Linked DNA regions of Pan troglodytes: region 1 is linked to region 2. A link is a contact called in public HiChIP or PLAC-seq data. All regions are on one chromosome and are shown on one strand. Each heading gives the region's core, a stretch centred on a gene start, on an enhancer-like site or on the middle of the called end of the contact. The rest is flanking DNA. Distances are from core to core; before and after follow the strand shown. Region 1 holds the start of FBL (fibrillarin). Region 2 holds the start of EID2 (EP300 interacting inhibitor of differentiation 2).

Region 1 (4,852 bases), core at 741-3,240, 240 kb before region 2:
CAACAGGCACCTCCACCACTAATTACTTACCGATAGAGCCAATTTCAGGTCTTCAGAGCAAGCTAGCAGGCAAAGTATCTCAGAAGCAGGAGATGGTGCCAGGATTCCAAGAAATAGGGCTGGAATCCCCTAAATCTGCACTGCACTCTGAGTACTTTTGTCCTTTAGAAGAAAAATATTAATTAGAAGGCAAATAGTAAAATCCATGTGAAATAGGTAACATTATCCGGAATCGGACCCACTGGAATCATTGCACATCTAGAAATCCAGAATAGACTCAACTATTTCATCTCATAGTTTTTAAAAAGTTTTTTTTGTTTGGTTTTTGTTTTTGTTTTGGGACAGGGGTGTCGCTCTGTGACCCAGGCTGGAGTGTAGTGGTGCAGTCATGGCTCATTTCAGCCTAGACCTACCGGGCTCAAAGGATCCTCCTGCCTCAGCCTCTTGAGTAGCTGGGACTACAGGTGCAAGCAACCATACCCAGCTAATTTTTTATTTTTTGTAAAGATAAGGTCTCACTCTGTAGCCCAGGCTGGCCTTAAGCTCCTGGGCTCAAGCGATCCTCCTGCCTCGGCCTCCCAAAGTGCCTGGATTACAGATGTGAGCCACTGCCCCGACCGGTTCTGAAAAGTTTAAGCAGATTTTCCATCATAATATCTAAACAATCTTTCAGGAATGTTTCTGTGCAAATTGGTGGCATTCCACAGCCGGAACACTGTACACAGAGAACTCACAACGGTATGAGGCCATCCATTCATTCAACAAACATTTACTGGGCACCCAGAGGCCTGTCCTAGGCCTAGAGTGATAGAGCAGTGAATGGAACAGAGTCAACATCTAGGCTCTGGACTGGTAGGTTCTTCTGGAGTTTTTCGGTAACTTCTCATAACAGCAGTTGTCTTGCTTTGCAGAATGAATATAGGGATGGATACTGATATTACACAATTACAAAGCACAAAATTCTTAATACTTAAGCAGAATCTGTTGACCCCTGACGCCGCTCTCTGCCCCCACTCTGATCTGTCCATCCTTTTCTTCTGATTCACGGCAGCAGCCAGTCCTTGGTTTTCCTGCTTTCACCCTCACTCCTGCAGTCTGCTTCCCACATGCAGCCAGAGGGACCTGTGTCAGATCACATTCCTTCTCCGCTTGGAACCCTTCCATGGTTCCATCTTACTGCCTAAGTCCTCACTATGTCCCACAAAGCTCCGCAATCTGCCCTTGTTAGCTACCCGCCCTTATCTCTTCTTACTCTCCACCTTGCTCACTTTGCCCCACCCACCCTCCTCATTGTCTCTCCAACTTCCCATATCTTTCCTTCCTCAGGGCCTCTACATCTGCAGATCTCTTCCCTGCTTGGAACTCTCTTCCCCTAGATAGGTGCATGCCTCACTCCTCACTTCCTTCAGCCCTTTAGCTCAAAAGTCTCCTGATGCATTCCTTGACCACCGTGCCAAAAAAACAAAAATCATTTGCCCTCCAAAATCTCTATCCCCTTTCCCTGCTGTTATTTTCTCCAAAGCACTTATCGCTTTCTAACATTCAACATGTTTGGTGTCTATTGCCTCCATTAAAAAGATGAACTCCAGGAGAGTGGAGATTTTTATGTCTCGTACACCGCTGTATTCCCAGCTCCTAGAACAGCACCTGGTACACACGAGGTGCACTGTAAATGTTTTTCGGATGTTTGAATGGAAGCCCAGAGTCGGTCACTGTTCTTGGGGCTGGAAATGTATCGGGGAAGCCTTTTTGGGTGTACAGGGGCCAGAGGGATTTAGCTAGGAATACAAAAGAGGGCACAGCCCGTGCGAAGGCTATGAGCCCTGATTATTGGGGTGCTCGCATTGGGGAAGAGGAAACCGGAAGCGAGTTTAGGGTTTGGGAAGGCAGAGAGCGAGAGCAGCGGGTCGCGTGTCGACGGGCTCGAGAATCCAGGCTCACTGCGCGTGCGCCGAGCTCTGGGCGGGGCAGGGGCCAGGGAAGGGGCCAGGGGGCGGGGCTACGCGGTTGCGTCACGCGGCGCACGTCGCCGCGCGCCTGCGCTCTTTTCCACGTGCGAAAGCCCCGGACTCGTGGAGTTGTGAACGCCGCGGACTCCGGAGCCGCACAAACCAGGGCTCGCCATGAAGCCAGGTCAGGCTGGGGTGAGGGTCCGGGGTCAGGGACGGAGGCCGGGCGGGAATCCGGGTGCCAGGCCAGAATCGGAGGGGTGGGGCCTTGGCCTGGGGGCAGGGGTTCTGAGCACGGGTTCCAGTCTCCTGTGGGAAGGGGGATTCTGATTCCAGCAGGTCTAGGGGTTTGTGACTGGCTTCAGAGGTCACGGTCGTGAGTCGAAGAAGGCCGTGGGCCTGGCATTGGGGGTGTTGACGTGGGGTTCGTCTCATTGAGGCCGTCTAATAGGGATTTTGGATATTGGGCAGGAGGCGGCACTCAAGGGTCTTGGGCTAGAGTTTGGATTCAGGCATCTGGAGTCTTGGATCGCTGGGCGTGTTTTGGGAATCAGGCTTGGGTCGGAGATGGAGAGTTCCTGACCTTGGGTCCTGGAGCTGTGTGTGGGAAGCCCCCATTTGCCTTCCCTGTCGCTGCCACCACCACCATCCCCTTATCCCGCATCCCAGCTTTTCCAAGTGGGCCGGAGTGGATGAGGACTCCCCGGTTGGCCGTGTGCGGCGCTCTCCGGTTCACTTTCCCGCCTTCTGCACTTACAGGGGGGCGGATCCCCGGGGATGGAGTGGAGATTTGGGGATTAAGATTTCCACCTCCGGGGCGAGACTTAACAAGCTCGGCATTAGTCTGGGGTGGTGGGGCGGGTGGTTGTCACAGGAGGTAAGTAGTTTTATTCTTAAGATTTTCCACTAGATTCTGCTGAAACCACTCCCCTCATGGTGGAATGATGAGGGGGTCCTGGCTTTGACAGCAGAAGGGCCTCAGTTCAGTGTTTCAGCTCTTGCTCAGCTTCTTAGCCTGCTGTGTGAACTTGGGCAAGTGGCTTTACCTCTCTGAGCCTCTGTTTTCTCATCAATAAAATGGCGCCAGTTAGGATTAAGCGACGTTAAAAAAAATAGCACAGTGCTTGACATATAATAGTATTAGCTCTAATTGTTACCTTTATCTTTCTCAAAGAGAACAAAATTAGAATCCTTCTCGGTGGTGCCTGAGCACTTCCTCCATCTGGCCTGCCCAACCCGCACTCATCTGTGTGAGAACTTGCTTCATTGAGTTTGGAGAATTTCCACCATGGCCCAAAGGGTCTGTTTTCCTAGTACAGGCTTTCTTTTTCTTTTGTGTGTGTGTTTGTGTGGAGAGATGGGGGTCACCTGGCAGAAGATTTGTGGATCTGTGCCCTTCTCCCAAGTTCCCTTTCTCTTCCGTGTTTGGGGATCTCTTGATGAAGTGGGGTGGGGGATTGTAGGCCAGGTATGCTGAGATCCTGGCTTGCCTGCAGGCATTCTGGTCTGTGATTCCCTCATAAATGGAGGATACCCGTTCTTCCAACCTTCCTCCATTGTGTGGTAGAATGTGAAGTTGTAAAAGTTGTCAGGTGTTAGCTCTTTAGTAAGGATTTTAGCCTGAGTGAGAAAAGAACCCTTTGGGAGATTTTTGAGCAGGGGCGTGGTGCAGTCTGACATTTTTAAAAGGGATTCTTTTTGCTTCGATGTGTGAAAGACCTCAGGGTGGCAAAAGTGGAAGCAGGCACATTGGTGGGAAGCTTGTTGCTGTAATCTAGGAGATGGTGTGGTGGACCAGGATGGGAGCAGTGGACATGCTGACAGTTTTACATGCTTTTGAAGACAGAACCAACAGATTGTATGTGGGTGTGTGATCGGAGTCAAGGATAACCAAGGGTTTGGGGGTGTGTAACTGGAAGGATGGAATTGCCATTTTTGAGATGGAGAAGGCTGTGGAAGGAGAGCAGATTTTAAATCAGGGGGTTTATGGACCCCCCTCCCCCCAAAAAAAGAACTTACTGGAAAAGTTTGTGTGAACATGTGTTTTTTCTGAGGAGTGGGTACTTTTGGTACATTTCTCCCCAAAAGCTCCAGGACCTGAAACGGATTGAGATATTTTGAGTATCTGGGATTGAAAGTTTACACTCATGCCCACTCCGCCCCAAGCACATGCCAATACTTCCTTTCTGTTAGGCCTGGGTTGAGACTTTCATAAGCCTAGCTGTGGCATCTCCCCTAAATGAAGGTCTTGGCTTTGGAAAACTGTTGGAGGGCTTGGGCAAGAAAATTGAGATCTGAGTTGCTGTTTCAAAAACAGCACTTATTAGTTGCTGTGTGGAAAGTGGACTGTAGGGGGAGTAGAACATTAAAAAGTGAACAACTTAGTTATGTTCTAGAGTTTTGAAAAGGAAACTTCATTTTAAAAGATCAAATTAGGAGTAGCTATTAAAAGTTACATTTTCATCTTTAATAGAAAGATGAAAAAAGAACTAACTGGAAAAGTTTGTGTGAACATGTGTTTTTTCTGAGGAATGGGTACTTTTGGTACATGAGGAGGGAAGAGGAGACGCGTACCCCTGAGTTTGAATGATGATGTTCAAAGTAGGTGCCAGATAGTATACATGTGAAGTGCTCTGTGTGTACAAGTCATTTAATCTTTACAACCCTATAGGATGAGCACTGCATTTTTTTTATTTTTATTTTTTTGATACAGAATCTCTCTCTGTCACCCAGGCTGGAGTGCAGTGGCACCATTTCAGCTCACTGCAACCTCCGCCTCCTGTGTTCAATTGATGCTTGTGCCTCAGCCTTTTGAGTAGCTGGGATTACAGGCATGCGCCACCACGCCCAGCTAATTTTTTTATATTTTTAGTAGAGACAGGGTTTCACTATGTTGGCCAGGC
Region 2 (4,980 bases), core at 1,069-3,568:
GACTCTTAGTCCAGAGAACAAGATTATATCCGCTTCTGTAGGATTACAGCAAATTACTATGCTTTCTACTTCTTCCTGTGATAATATATGTTGTCACCTAAGTCTGGAACTTCCTTTGTTAAATATTTGTGACTCTCCAGGCAGCCTGAGGGTGAGAACAATAAATCTGTCTCCAGCCTAGCCTGGGAGCTGCCTTAAAGGAGCCGCACACTTAGTGATTGCAGAGATGCTGGTGGGAAGCAGCGAGTAGACTAGCTGTTGTGTTTTATTAATTTGGTGCTTGGACCAGGAAAATTAAAATGCAGCCTTGTGCTCTGTGGATGAGACCTTACTGCCTCAGAATAGCTACTTCTGATAGGGCAGAGAACGATAAGTCACTTAAGTCATTTGTTGATGGTCATGAATCATGGCATCATGACGGGGACCACCACCAGCAAAATCAAATCAAATTATTTTGTTTGTTCACATTAATCAGAACAAAGAGAAATTAATTGGAGAGTCAGTATATAAGATGCATGTTTTAATATTACAAGATCCATAAAAGAATGGTAATAAGCCGGGCACGGTGGTTCACGCCTGTAATATCAGCACTTTGGGAGGCCAAAGCCTGGCGGATCATGAGGTCAGGGGTTCGAGACCAGCCTGGCCAATATAATAAAACCCTGTCTCTACTAAAAATACAAAAATTAGCCGGGCATGGTGGCGCGCACCTGTAATCCCAGCTACTCAGGAGGCTGAGGCAGGAGAATCACTGGAACTGGGAGGCAGAAGTTGCAGTGACCCAAGATCACACCGCTGTACTTCAGCTTGGGCAACAGAGCGAGACTTCATAAAAAAAATGGTAATGAATATAATAACTATCAAGAAAATAAAGTATTTATAAACCATAATGAAAATGTAGGCGGGAGGCCGAGTGCTGTGGCTCACGCTATAATCCCAGCACTTTGGGAGGCTGAGGCAGGCGGGTCGTTTGAGCCCAGGACTTTGAGACCAGCCTGGGCAACATAAGGAGACCCTGTCTCTACAAAAAAAATAAAAATTAACTGGGTGTGGTGGTGCACACCTGTAGCCCCAGGTACTCAGGAGGCTGAAGTGGGAGGATTATTTGAGCTCGGAAGGTTGAGGCCACGTTGAGCTGTGATTGTGCCACTGCACTCCAGTCTGGGTAACAGAATGAGATGAAAGAAAGAAGGAATGAAGGAAGGAAGGAAGGAAGGGAGTGAGGGAGGGAGGGAGGAAGAGAAAATGTGAATGGATGAATCTCATAAAAATAATGCACAAAAAAACAGATACAAGAGTGTATGTGAGAAAACATTTTAAATGGTCCATTTCTGAGGCATGATAAATCTAAGTACTGGCAGCCAGCCTGCAAATATAACAAACTGCAGGGCTCATCCACCTAGAAGGTCACAATAAGGGAACAGAATGTAGAGGCGGGGTCAGCCCATAAAAGGCAAGAAAGTGGCCGGCGCAGTGGCTCACGCCTGTAATCCCAGCACTTTGGGAGGCCGAGGCAGGCGGATCACGAGGTCAAGAGATCGAGACCATCCTGGCCAACATGGTGAAACCTCGTCTCTACTAAAAATACAAAAATTACGCAGATGAGTGTGTTTCTCACATAGATAAAGTTCAGAATACAAACCAAACTAAACTACAGCATTAGGAATGCACCCTTAGGTGGTAAAATGAAAAGAAAAACAAGAAAGTGATTACCATAAGTATCAGCATCGTTGTTACTTCTGCGTAGAAAGGAAAGGATAGTGATAATAAGAAGAGGAAGGGTTCTGGGATGCTGGAAATATTCCACTTCTTGGCCTGTGTGGTAGTTAAATGGATGTTCACTTTGTGATAAATCATTCAGCTGTATATTTATGTTTTGTTTACTTTTCTGCATGTTATATTGCACAAATAAGATTCGAAAAACAAATGTCCAAGGTAGTCAATGCAATGTTAAAGATAACACGAAAAGACTATAATTACAAAGCTTTGGAAGCTAGGACGATCCGTATGGATGAAGACAGGCAAAGGAATGAATGAAAAACAATTTAAAAATCCAGAAAAGACCATGAATCTAAAATATCTTGATATATAATAGAGGTGGCACATAATCACTGGAGAACAAAGAGAAACACCCTAGGACAGAACCTTGAGAACGCCTACAAGAAGCGATCTCGTAAGCGTTCCTCATAAACATCAAACTGGTTGAAATGTCCCCCGCCCTTCGTCGTTGGGATGTTTCAGATGCGTTGGCGCTTCCCGGCCTCGAGGGGGCATCTGGAGAACGGCGGGCGCCGGGAAAGTACGCATGCGCACTGCTCCCAGGGTTTGCGGTAAGAATCTATGCTCTCGCGCCCGGTTACGCACACTGCATTTACAGTGCGCATAGCGCCCACGCACGCGCACTGCCGTGTCCGCCGGGCATCGCGCTGTCCAGTTATTCCAGTTTCTCTGGGAGCAGCCGAGTTGACCCCACGGTCTGAGATGTCCAAGCTGCCCGCAGACAGCAGTGTCCCGCAGACAGGCGCGGCGAATGGTGACAGAGACGTCCCGCAGGCGGAGGTAGGCCGCGGGAGGCGGGAGCCGGCCCCGGCACAGCCTGAGGAGGCCGGGGAAGGCGCGATGGCGGCGGCCAGGGGAGGCCAGGTGCCGGCGGCCAGGGAAGGTCGGATGGCGGCGGCCAGGGCAGCCCCGGCGGCGGCAGCCAGGGGAGCCCCGGTGGCAGCGGCGGCGTTGGCCAGGGCAGCCGCGGCGGGCAGGGAAAGCCCGGCGGCGGCGGCGGCCAGGGAAGCCCGGATGGCGGAGGTCGCCCGCTTGCTGGGGGAGCCAGTGGACGAAGAGGGTCCCGAGGGCAGGCCCAGGTCCAGACACGGGAACGGAGGCCTGGCTGCGTTGCCCTATCTCCGTCTCCGCCACCCACTTAGCGTTTTAGGCATCAATTACCAGCAGTTTCTCCGCCACTATCTGGAAAATTACCCGATTGCTCCCGGCAGAATACAAGAGCTTGAAGAACGCCGCAGGCGATTCGTGGAAGCCTGCAGAGCAAGGGAAGCAGCGTTTGATGCCGAATATCAGCGAAATCCTCACAGGGTGGACCTCGATATTTTAACCTTTACGATAGCTCTGACTGCCTCTGAAGTTATCAACCCTCTGATAGAAGAACTTGGTTGCGATAAGTTTATCAATAGAGAATAGTTATGTGGTGACACTACTTCAAGAGAACCTCTGCATTCCAGTCATACCAATCCTGCAACTTGATTTTCAGAAGTCAAGAGTATATCGCGATAAGACAGTGCACAGGTGGAGGGGAAAAAAAGGGGGAGGGGGAAGCTTATCTTGAAAAAGCATCACAGAAGTAGAAAAAAATGTCGAAAGCATTATAACTGTAACGTTCTTTGAGTTTGTGATTGATCCACATTTTCCCCCCTGCATTATGGAAAATGTCTCTCAGTATTGCTTTATTGCAAAGTAAAGGATGGTTTTATAAAATTGAGACTGATGAAACATCAATACTAGAGCCCATGAGGATGAAAGAAATTATCAAATAGTGCTGAACAGAATAAGATGTTAACGCTGAGTTATTAGGACTGGAAGGCTATGAAAAGAACTTGAAATTGTCGGAATATGTGCTCTCTTCATGTCGTATTCAATAGAAGTTTCTAGTTTAAGATTGATTTTGTGTTTTCTTAGGCATTTCAAGTGACAAGCAAAGTAAATGTATATATTATGTGATAAATCATGTTTTCAAGAACGTCAAATTTATGGACTTTTTTCTTTCAATTTTTAATTTTTAAAGTTTTTTTGGTATAAAAAAATCCATTCACAAGCCAAAAAATATATAAAATATACAGTGAAAAGCCTTCCATTCTTGTTTTCCTCCATCCAGTACCAACGATGACCTCTAATAGCCACAGTTTCCTTTCCGTCCTTCTAGTTTCCTTACGTGTACACAGGCACATATAAATCTGGGTTTACTATTATTTCTTCACAGAAGTCGGCATATTATATTTACTGGTTTATACATTGCTTTCTCATTAAGAACATATGTTGACCCTTCCAAACCACTGTATTTCCTCATTATTTTTTAAAGTGGCATTTTATTCCATTCTGAGGTTATGTCGAAATTTACTTAACCAGGGATATATTGACGGACATTTCGGTTGTTTCCCATCTCTTTCTTTGGGCAGAATAAAAAATTGCTAGAGTAGTTCATCTTGTACAATTGCTAGAGTAGTTCATCTTGTATATCATGTGGCATGTGCACAAATATAGTATGGTTCAATTCAAAATTCACTTCATATTTGAACATCTCTGAAATGTGGGTGCATCTTATATTTGATGCTGTAATAGATCATTTTTTCCTTAGGTTTTCATGAAACTAGTGATTTTTTTTTTTTAACAGGGAGTCTCACTCTGTCGCCAGGCTGGAGTGCAGTGGCGCAATCTCGGCTCACTGCAACCTCCGCCTCCCAGGTTCAAGTGATTCTCCTGCCTCAGCCTCCTGAGTAGCTGGGACTGCAGGCGCCCACCACAACACCTGGTCAATTTTTGTATTTTTAGTAGAGACGGGGTTTCACCATGTTGGCCAGGATGGTCTTGATCTCTTGACCTTGTGATCTGCCCACCTTGGCCTCCCAAAGTGCTGGGATTACAGGTGTGAGCCACCGCGCCCAGCCCTAATGATGTGTCTCATGATCAATAGCTACCTAGATTCCTTTTTACATGTAATATCTGTAGGCTGATGCCCCAGAAATGAGAATTCTGGGCCAAAGGTACTCCTTTGAGATTTTATGAATATTGCAATGCAGCATTCCATATGTGTCCTGCTTTGCACTCCCACCAGCAATTAATGATCATAGATGTTTCGTTACAGCCTAGCCAACACACTAAATCATCAATAATATCTGGCTTTTGCGAATCTGATAGTTGAAAAATGGTATATCAGTTTTAATTCGCTTTTATTATGAGCGAAGTTAATTTTTT

What was found. HiChIP or PLAC-seq counts read pairs in DNA pulled down with a chosen protein or histone mark.
Region 1: a contact with region 2 is called in an H3K4me3 HiChIP or PLAC-seq map of stem cell-derived excitatory neurons, with 7 times the contacts expected there. The contact joins the promoter of FBL here to the promoter of EID2 in region 2. A contact is called at or near these places in 1 of 7 Hi-C or Micro-C datasets (stem cell-derived neural progenitor cells), 1 of 1 datasets of contacts at active chromatin or transcription factors (stem cell-derived excitatory neurons) and 1 of 1 other capture datasets (stem cell-derived neural stem cells).

What each region holds. Positions count from the first base shown.
Region 1 is chr20:42,915,723-42,920,574 of NHGRI_mPanTro3-v2.0_pri, reverse strand. It overlaps FBL (fibrillarin), which reads left to right and starts at 1,990. Exons shown (of 9, transcript XM_016935931.2): 1 at 1,990-2,133. The coding sequence starts at 2,124.
Region 2 is chr20:42,676,605-42,681,584 of NHGRI_mPanTro3-v2.0_pri, reverse strand. EID2 (EP300 interacting inhibitor of differentiation 2) reads left to right here and starts at 2,318. Exons shown (of 1, transcript XM_003316349.6): 1 at 2,318-3,857. The coding sequence starts at 2,341. The coding sequence ends at 3,192.